Linked DNA regions of Mus musculus: region 2 is linked to region 1. Evidence: chromatin contacts called from public Hi-C data. All regions are on one chromosome and are shown on one strand. The core of a region is the stretch at or near the end of the contact, and the rest is flanking DNA. Distances in the headings are between cores, read along the strand shown.

The links. A called contact is a pair of places that touch in the nucleus more often than the background predicts.
Region 2: a contact with region 1 is called in a Hi-C map of liver, with 2.8 times the contacts expected there. The contact joins two enhancer-like sites. A contact is called at or near these places in 1 of 484 Hi-C or Micro-C datasets (liver) and 1 of 9 other capture datasets (embryonic tail).

The regions. Positions count from the first base shown.
Region 1 is chr1:41,556,931-41,561,843 of GRCm38.p6, forward strand. No RefSeq gene overlaps it. Among named protein-coding and RNA genes, the nearest start is that of Gm35935, 14 kb to the right of the region's middle. Within about 2 kb of position 2,526, at least 5 of the 459 cell types and tissues checked have an H3K27ac peak or open chromatin away from gene starts, as enhancers often do. A contact at or near this core is called in liver, where this site is marked.
Region 2 is chr1:42,540,055-42,544,967 of GRCm38.p6, forward strand. No RefSeq gene overlaps it. Among named protein-coding and RNA genes, the nearest start is that of Gm46089, 31 kb to the right of the region's middle. Within about 2 kb of position 2,982, at least 7 of the 459 cell types and tissues checked have an H3K27ac peak or open chromatin away from gene starts, as enhancers often do. A contact at or near this core is called in liver, where this site is marked.

The sequences.
Region 1 (4,913 bases), core at 1,276-3,775:
GAATAGTGTGTTAGATCCCCTGGAGATGGACTTACAGACGGTTGTGAGCCACCATGTGGGCAGCCGGAATTGAACCTAGGTCCTCTCTAAAAGTAACAGGTTCATTGACACATCTCTACAGCTCCGCACTCACACCAAACCCTTTCTTTTAAAAGCATGTTTTCAAAATGCAAAGATGTATAAGAGATCGTGAAGATCAGGCAAAAATAATCTTCCCCTTCAAACAAACAAGTGAAATCTACACATGTAGAATTAGTAAGAAAATATTTTTCTATTTGAAAGGTGCAGTGATCTCTGTAGGGTTCTACTAGTCTAGTGTCTGTCAGAGCAATTAGCTCTAATTAGCACATCCATGGGCAAGGTTCCATGAGATGCAAGCATGAGATGGGCAGAAACGATAATCCCCTTATCTCTCTTGCCACTGATTCCTCTTCAAAATTAGATTGCAGTGCTTTGTGGAAGTCTTTAAGGCCATTTTACTGCCACCAGCTGGCTGACACCAAAGACAGAGGGCTGCCCGAAGGAATACCTGTCTGTCCTCTCATGAACCCTCACTCCAGTACTGGGAAGTGAAATTCCACAGAAACAGTAAGGCCATTTACATTCAAGATTGGAAGCTCCTGTGGCTTCCAACGTGTGTGTTACAGTTTGGCACAATAGTGAAATACTCTTGTATGCCTCAGGAAAACAGCTGCATGAGGCAGTCAAGGGGTTTCCTAACTAATGGAGGTTTGCAAAACTTCTACAAGTTTAGTAGCTAAGAACAGTTTTTCTTCTTTTCTATGCTCTGATCTAAGACTATTTTTCATCTTGAATTAGAATTACATCCTGAATCAACATTTAAGCTTAATCTATATAAGAGCTGTTTTTATTAAATTATTATGATTATGAGGATATGATTATGACTGTATAGTATACATTAATTGGATGACATAATATGTATCATGTTTAATATATCATACTGTTTATGAGCTATAATTCTATTAATTTTCTTCCTTAATTTTGATGTTTATCTAATATTCAAATCTTCAAGCAATATTAAATATATTATATAAAATAATTGAGAATTTTGTTCATACAGTTTTAGAATCATTGATATAAACTATATAAATTAGTATAGTAATTTGAGAATAAAGCTTTGATGATTTCTTTTGAAAATGAGAATAGTCACATCTTTGGGAGCACAGTGTGAAAGAGTAAGATGGCACTCACAATCTATGGGTACACCTTTATATTCATTTAAAATCCATTAACATTTTACTTGGGACCAGAAAACACACACACAGTGACAGAGAGGTACATGTATAAATAGGTGTTATATTCACTATATATCCAGGTAGAAAGCATGAACATTTAGACACCTGCATGAAATATGCGCTTACTATTCTATGTAGAATATATAAAGTAATCCATATATATACTATATACAGTAACATATACATAATACTATATATTACATAAACTCTCATATAAACACACATATATAGTGTGACATATGTATACATTTATATAAGAGTATATATTTCTACCTATATGTATAGGTATGTATATTAATACTTTTAGCTTTTATATACTCATAAGGTAGAATTCAAAATATAGCATCAAAATAAGTAAAATATCTAACAGTAACAATATAAAATATTATTTATTCACCTAGCAACTAAAATTCTGAATTCTTGATAGATGTACAATATGGGAGGATTTTTAAGCTATGTTAAATAGTTTATAGCACAGTGGTTACTTTAAAATAGTACACAACTGAAAAGAGATAAAGTTATTTCTCTTATTTGTTCTTATACATTTATGAACAGATCCTGTTTTTCATCCTGATGTGGTATTTCTTTTATAATTATGAAATACTCCTTAAACCCAAAACTCGCAAGAAAAGTAAATTGTCTCAAATTAAATTATGAACAATTTGAGAAACAAGTTGGTAGACAAATGATACACAAAGAGAGAGACACCAGCAAGAAGAAAATCAGAATTGTAGGTCCCTTGGATGAGTATTTATATACACCTCTGAATTTATTGTAAAGACAAGGCATTCCTGTATGGAGGACCTGGCTTGTAAATGTTTAAAAAATGGTATGGTTTTTTTTTTTTTTTTCCTTTTCAAAATATTTAGTGTCTACATTTCATCAGTGAGCCAAGTAAATCATGGTTTCTTCAAGTGCAAGGATCGAAACCAATTACCATTAGTGACCATCGGGTGCAGCAGATCCTTTCTGTCCCGTTGCCTGAATCTCAATGCTCTCCCAAGTGTGCCTGTGCAATTTAACAGGACGATCAATACCCCGCAGCAGTTAGCAGCAGCCCTCTTGAAGTGCTTCACAAAACATGCTACATTTCTCTACCGAATAAATGTCAAAACATTCCAACGGCTACAATTCTTGGGAGAAATCGTTCTTCTGAAACATTATTGACATACTTTAACCCACATTTCCCGCTGCTCGCAGGCGTCCTACTGGTCAGTCAATTCCGATTTGGCAAGAGCCACATCGACACGTGCTCCCGCTGACTTGCTTGGCTGCAGTCAAAGATAGCAGAATCTGGTGGCTAGGTCCTGGGGTTCAAGGGTCAGTGGTCTAACGCTCACCCAAGGTCAAGGTGATGGCAACCCCTCTCCAGAGACTTGGCTTCATTTCTAACCTGCCCTTGAAACTGATCAATAGCATCACAAACCATGCCTCCGGAGCACAAAAGACCATAGGATCTAAACACTGCTATGTCATATCTAAGTAAATCAGAAGCATAAAAGCCATGCAGGGAAATTTAACTTGTCAGTGAAAGGAAAAAGCCATAGTGAAACATGCATATACAACATTATAATTAGTAAAATAATAAATAATTTGAATATATATATATATACACACATATATATGTAAAGAAAAGACATTTATGAAAAATAAATTTCTGAGCTATATTTTTATTGTTCAACTTCAGAAACTTAAGTCTCATGCTGTAACTTCATTGGTCTGAACTTTCTAAAATAAAGGGGTAGTCAGTAGTTGCCAAGACTTTATTTAATAGGAGTGTATGTTCTCCTTCAACCTTAGATTTATTTTTATTTATTTTTATTTTTAATTTTTGTTGTTGCCCATTTCAAACTCTCTGCTACTCCCAGGCTCTCTGTGAATTATTTCAGCTGAAGATGCGCACCTTCCAGATAGCATGGAGAAAAACCGGCCACGTGAAGTATAAACAGAAGGCTGCTAAGCTGGGCCAAGCTTCATTTGGATAGTCACCAGAACAGATAGTGACAGTTTTGTTGGCCTGCCACTGTCTGTTCCAGAACAAGAAGCTGGGGCCTTTAATGACCCCAGCCCAGTCAGGTCACCCTGGAGCCATCCCTACAGCCAGCTAGGTTTCTTTCACAGCTAGTGAGAGCTCTTCCTGCATCTGGAGGTCATGCATATCATTATGGAGAGTGTGTGGTTTTAACTGGTTCTGCAAGCTCTGTTGCACTCTCTAATGCCACTGCTGTGTGGCTTCATGCTCAGCTCCATCTGCCATTGGTCAGGTTAGAATGACAAAGAAAGAGAAGATCTCTCACAGAATCTGAAATGATGTTACCTTTACCTTCTTTGAGCTGAAAAAAAAAATCGCTCAGCGAAGGAAGGCAGTTGATGTGTATTAAGTACACCTATTGAGGCTTTCAGAAGTGGACCTGGAGATACTAGAACTTTTAGTAGTGACTTTTTTTTTTTCAACAAACACTGGTATAGGCAGTCTGAATGACGACTTCTTCATCAATTCATCTTAAAATTATACACTCTTGTAAGCAAAGAAGAGTGTTTTTAGTGCCATCATTAAAAGACCTTGAAGATCAGATACAATGTCCCTACTTTTATCATCATCCTGATCCTTTGTCCAGTATATTCAAGGATATAAATTCAGTGTGTAATCAAAGCACTCAATGTCCCAACGGTAGGCTCTTCAGTGAGGCAGCAGGGACATACAGGACTGAGAAGAATATCACCACCCCCCATACCTGCACTACCTTTAAGTTGCTGCTTCACACACGTTTTGCTGTAAAACGTATTATCAAGACAATATGCAAAACATAAAACTACCCACAAGAGGTTAAAATCCACCATAGCCACAGCCAGGAGAGAATTTACCACATCCTGCCAGACACATATAAAATAGTTTCTTGATTCAAACTCTGATTTCTTACCATTGACCAAAGGTTTAATCATCAGTCAGTGTTCAGTAGCTGTTTTAAAAAAGAATCATCAATAATTTCCTTAAGACAGGTAACAGCTCTTTGCATCTCTTAGGCAAACTGCAGGCCTCATTCCTTAATCTTAGCAAAAAAAGAAAGTTAGACTATTTTAGAAGGTTGTTATAATTAGCCTTTACACACATAAGTGTTTATATTAGCATTTCTAAGTATCTGATGGGAATGATAGATTTCCTCTGCATATGAGACAGAATATACCTTCATCTGTATTGAATGTCAATTAATCCTTACTACCTCCCTCTGAAATTGTTATAATAGTTGTATAAATATTTTTATTCTCTATTAATTTCTTATATGTACAAGCTGCATTTCTTGTATGAGTTACTTTTTCATATCATTTTTAAGTGGGTGTTTGCCTATGCTCCATAAGAGGAAATATAAGATAATTTTTACTGTTTCACTTCTGAGCTTTGGGTTCTCTGAAACCAAAGCCAACAGTTTTGGCACTGTGCTCTTTTAACATTGACTCACCAGGGATATCACAAATGATAGGTTTGCCTAAGCTCCATGGAGGTGGGGGTCAATTTGTGTGTGTGTGTGTGTGTGTGTGTGTGTGTGTGTGTGTGTGTGTGTGTGTGTGTGTGCACAAGATAACTCATGTCTTATTTAGCAGGTTTGGATACAACACCAAGCTAAGGGTGGTTATTATAGCAACTAATAGCACAGTAAC
Region 2 (4,913 bases), core at 1,732-4,231, 980 kb after region 1:
GATACCGAGCCGGGAGTACAATTAAATCTATTTTGCACCAATGTGTTGCTGGACAGATGAGTTTCCACATGACAGAACTTTATGATCTTTAAGGTAGACTGAACTAATAGATTGGTGTGGAGCGCACTGAAGTTACCAAGGACTGGAAAGCAGGCAGTGGTACATTTGAACTACAGGTTTCTCATATGCCCCGCGTCATGCTGAGTTTTTATAGCTCCTGGCTTTCAAAAAGCCTGTTTCAAAGAGGTTTGCGCTAGACTGGGCATGCAGTTTTGCTCTGCAGATATTGTCGCTGCCGATTTAGTGGAATGCAATTAGGAAGCCTAAATTAAGTGGTAATGGAGAACCAGCTCTTGAAACTGGGGTTTCCACGGCAACCGCTGCTTACAATACAGCCTTCAGTTAGTTTTCCCACTTTATCTGCAAAATGCACAATTGAGCTTTAAAACAGCTCGGTACTGAAAAACGCACTGTAAACAACTGTTTGCAATGAGAGTTTTACACTGTCTTTAAATACAACAAACCATCACATAAAATTTACTTGCCCGCACTAATAATGTGAAATCCGGTTGCGGGTCGGGTGAGGAATTTTTTTTTTAATGTGTTATTCCTCTGTCACCATCGGATTTATTTTTAAGGAGAGATGTCACGAGTCATTAGGTCGTTCAACTTTGGTCATCCCTGCACTATTTTCAGCTCCCCTGACAATCTGTGTATCCCAACAGTCCTACATTAAGACACATTTTCTCTCTCAGCACGCAGAGCATTGTCTTAAATAATTGTATAATGCTCTTTGTCAATATTCCTTTTTCTCTAACAACACTTTGTAGATGTTTCTTGTAGTTTCACCTTTATAGCATACTGTACACCTGCAAGATTTTCATATTTACTAATCTGGACTTTTCCTTTCTTCAGATGAGACCAACATTCCATCTCTCTATATATTTAAAGGTTAACCAACCAGGAAGCTCTTGTGCCATTCTAACAGACAAGACAGTTGAAATATAGCAAGAAGTAGGTGTATTTTCCACCACACAGTTCTTTGAAGTGACTATGGGGGATTTGCACCTTTGTAAAATTCATTTTCTTCTATGGTAGGGAATCTGTATTTTATTATACAGGGCTGGCACTTTTGTTTCCCTGTGTCAGGGTTATACGCATACTCCCATCAACGACCCATGCATACTTTTCTCTGCACAGGAGGAAAAAAAAATCAAATTGAGTTCTGCAAAGAGGAAAGAAGGATAGAATCAAATTTGGGGTCTCCTAGCTATAACACTCTGTTTAATTGCCAGTCTTAACAGGGTGATCACTGGAACATGTCTGGACAGAGCCAAGCAGCTGGTGGGAACTCATGAATCCGCCACAGCCCAGAAGGTAATGTTCCCCGGCAGTTTGTGTTCTCGCAAGGTTGGCGTATTATACGTGTGTTATTTTCACTGTGAGAACATGCAGAGAGAAAGGCATGGGTGGGGGTGGGGGGGGACAGAAAATGAGACAGGGGGGGGGGAGAGAAGGAGAGAGAGAGATGGAGACAGAGACAGAGAGACAGGGAAACACAGAGAGAGACAGAGAGAGAATAAGACCTGTTACTCATACGGTTCAGGTGGAAGGCTACATTCTGGTGGCAAGGGTCATATCTGTGTGTTCTGCATGTTGATGCATCAAATTCTCTGTAGCCTTGACACATGCCAGGGAGGGAGTGTGCTCTCCACAGGAAGTAGATCTCTTCAGCGGCAGCCCTCCCCCCCACCCCCCACTGTTGGAACCCAGACTTGGTTGGGGCCTTTATTTTTGACATCAGCTGATTTAAATGGCACAGAGGTTTTGTTAAATACTTTTCCCCCCATTTTTCTATTATTTGCTGATTCTCACAAGTGGTTCCTATTATCTTCACACTTTGAGAATATAAGTGCTTGAAGAAAACTATAAAGAACCACATTAAAACTGGCTATTTTTAATTCTCTTGGTATTTAAAAAAAATCTTTGTCACAATCTATATCGCTGCTATAGGCTCAGCCAAGGCTTTCTTGTAGCTCTTTACTATAAAAATATGATCACTAATGTTACCTCTTTAAGACTTTAAACCCGGGGGAAGCCCATGCATCATTTTGTTTATTTAAACATTTTAGCCAACCCCATCCCAACTATCAATGATTAACGAATGCCTCTTCTGTTTCCAATGCTTTTAGCTAAAAGGTCAATTTCCAAGGGGAGAAACATGAAATCCTCGCATTCATAAAGATGTCCTCTTTCAACATTTCTGGCTGTTCCCCCAAAGTATATAAGATCACACACATATTCTTCTCATCTGGCCACAATGTATAGATTGACTTGTCTGCATTCAATTCTCTTTTGACAAATCTTTGGGGCAAAGATAAAGTTCCAGGGTAAGAAAATCCGTTGCATATTCCAATAGCACATTCTTTGAAAGCTACATTTTCAAACTAAGCATATGTTTCATGATTTACCCTCTCCAGGGAGCCAGAATTCAGGCACTTGAGGGTAGGGGGCTACAGTTAGAAAGAGGTTGCAAAATCAGGGGCATGTAGTGTCTTTTAAACTGAACTCCTTTTAACTGTGCAAAAAAATTTAAAGAACAAATATGTGCTCAGTGTTTAGCAGTGCCAAGGACAGCTGTCAATGCCTTAAGCAGCAAGAGCAGGTCATCCCTTAAATGTCTACCTGTGTGCCTGCCCCTCCTTACACAGCAAGAGAGTTACAGACTCCTGCCACGTCCATCCCTAACCAGTGGCCTGTCTCCACAAGCCACACCCTAAGAGAAACTGCAGACCACAGAATCATGGTGAAGTCACAGTCATTTACACCTTTTGGAAACTCTAATTAGATGCTCCTCTCAGTTCTTTTCTTGGAAGCTATGTTCAGGAAGGAAAGTAGCTGGAGACTGGGGTCAATGTGACCTGCTTGCTCTGCCTTAGGTTGGTGGTTAGCAGTTCAAAGTTCAACATGAACAGAGGGATTGTTACTCATTGGTCTCCACCCCTGGACGGTAGAATCACTGTGTAGACTTGGGCCCCAGCCTCTGTTCCATGAGCAACTGTCGTGAATGGTCCCTGTGAGGCAAGCATTCAGGCCAGTGTTCTGGAAAGGCCAGGGGTTTGCCTCGGTTCTGAGGATTAATCATGCCTGCTTCGTCCTTTAATAAGGACCTGCGCTCGTAGGTACCCTTCCTTGAGCAGTCAGTGGTTGGGTTATCCTGGCCAGGGACTGTATTTCAATTTTACCTCCAGTGAGTGTTGTGAGGTGAGGATGGGTGGGCGGGGCTTGAGTTTGTGGGCGGGGCGTGAGTTTGTTTTCAGCAGCGCTAGCTTGCGGCAGGTGAGGTTCCAGAGGTTAATGTGGATTGCAATGCCATCTGCCTTAAACTACAGCGATGAAAGTAAATGTGGTTTCGGAAGGAAGATGGTCTCTGCTTTGATTACATCGAAGTGCTCCTGGAGCCCTTTCCTTCAGGTGACGTAAACATCTTAAGACTAAGCACAATAAATATGTCTCTAAGCACAGTGTATTGTGATTGTAATTAGCTCTTCCTCCGTTATGGGTTGCATGCGTCAGATTATGCCTAATTACACCCAGGCGGTTTGCTGGGTTCCTATTTTTGTGAGAAGTCTCACAATACATCTTTACAGCCATAAAGACACTCATTTGCTTACACTGAGGCCTTTATGCACAACTTGCCTCCTTTCTATTTGAAGAGAAAAATTAAAGATGAACATCATTAGGGATTTCTCTTTAAAACCAGCAATCTACACACGCTGCAGAAATCAATGCCTCTTAGGCTGGCTACAATTCTGCAATAAATTCTTGCACTTAGAGACTTTTACACGGCCAGGTAGCTGGTCAGGCCATAGAAACTGGGTATTTGTGATTCTCTTATCTCTGCTTAAAATGTTTAATTGCTTTTCCTGCACAGGATTGGATTGGGCTTGCTGGGTACTGGGTGACTGATGAAGGAAGTCCCTGAATTGGACAGACTAGGGGTCCCATGGTGCAGGGTTCTATTGTTAGGAAACCTGACCTGAATTGTGTCAAATTCAATTTTGGTAGAATTTAAGGTGATGTTTTAGTAGAGACAAATGCAACTGGGTTTTCTGGGCCTCACACACTTATTTTAATAAAGAATTTAAAAACCTCTAGGAAGTATTCATGGTTTGCATCTTTGCTTAGATTTTTTAAATGCATTCTTTAATAATTCAACTTCTCCCAGAACTGTTTTTTTTCCTTTTTTTTTTTTTTTTAAATCACACGTAAGGACATACCTCTTGGAATTCTATGGATGAGCTTAAATTCCTAACTTTCAGGCTTATGCAAATTTTTTGAGTTTATAATATAGTTTCAATATTTCTCTCTTCCCTTTCCTCCCTCTAAACCCTCCAACATGCCCGGCTTCAAACACTCTCCTTCAAATCAATGGCCTTTTTTGTTCATTGTTATTGAATGTACACACACACGCACACACGCACACACACATAGATATACACATACACATACACATACATAGCCTGCTCGGGCTATAAATTACCTATATGTTTGTACCATCTTTCAAATTTATATTTGCTTTAATTTCTTCCTCTTCTTTTCTGTGCTTTATCTTTTTATGATGGAAAATACTAAAAAAAATCAGCATCTAACCACCGGTGCATCCAGGGTGGGGGTGGCATGACTGTAGACAGGGGCAGCTTGAATCTCAGCATCTGATATCGCTCTACACATGGGAACAATTTTTATGACAAAATAAAACCTAAAGATTTAGGTTTTTTGTAAATATACATCTTCACATATCTTGGAAGGAGGAAATTTTGACTTTTACCTCATATATTTTGAAATATTTAACCCTTTCTCAGAATTACTCCCTGTGGCATGAGCCCTGGCATGTAATGCATTGCTTGTAC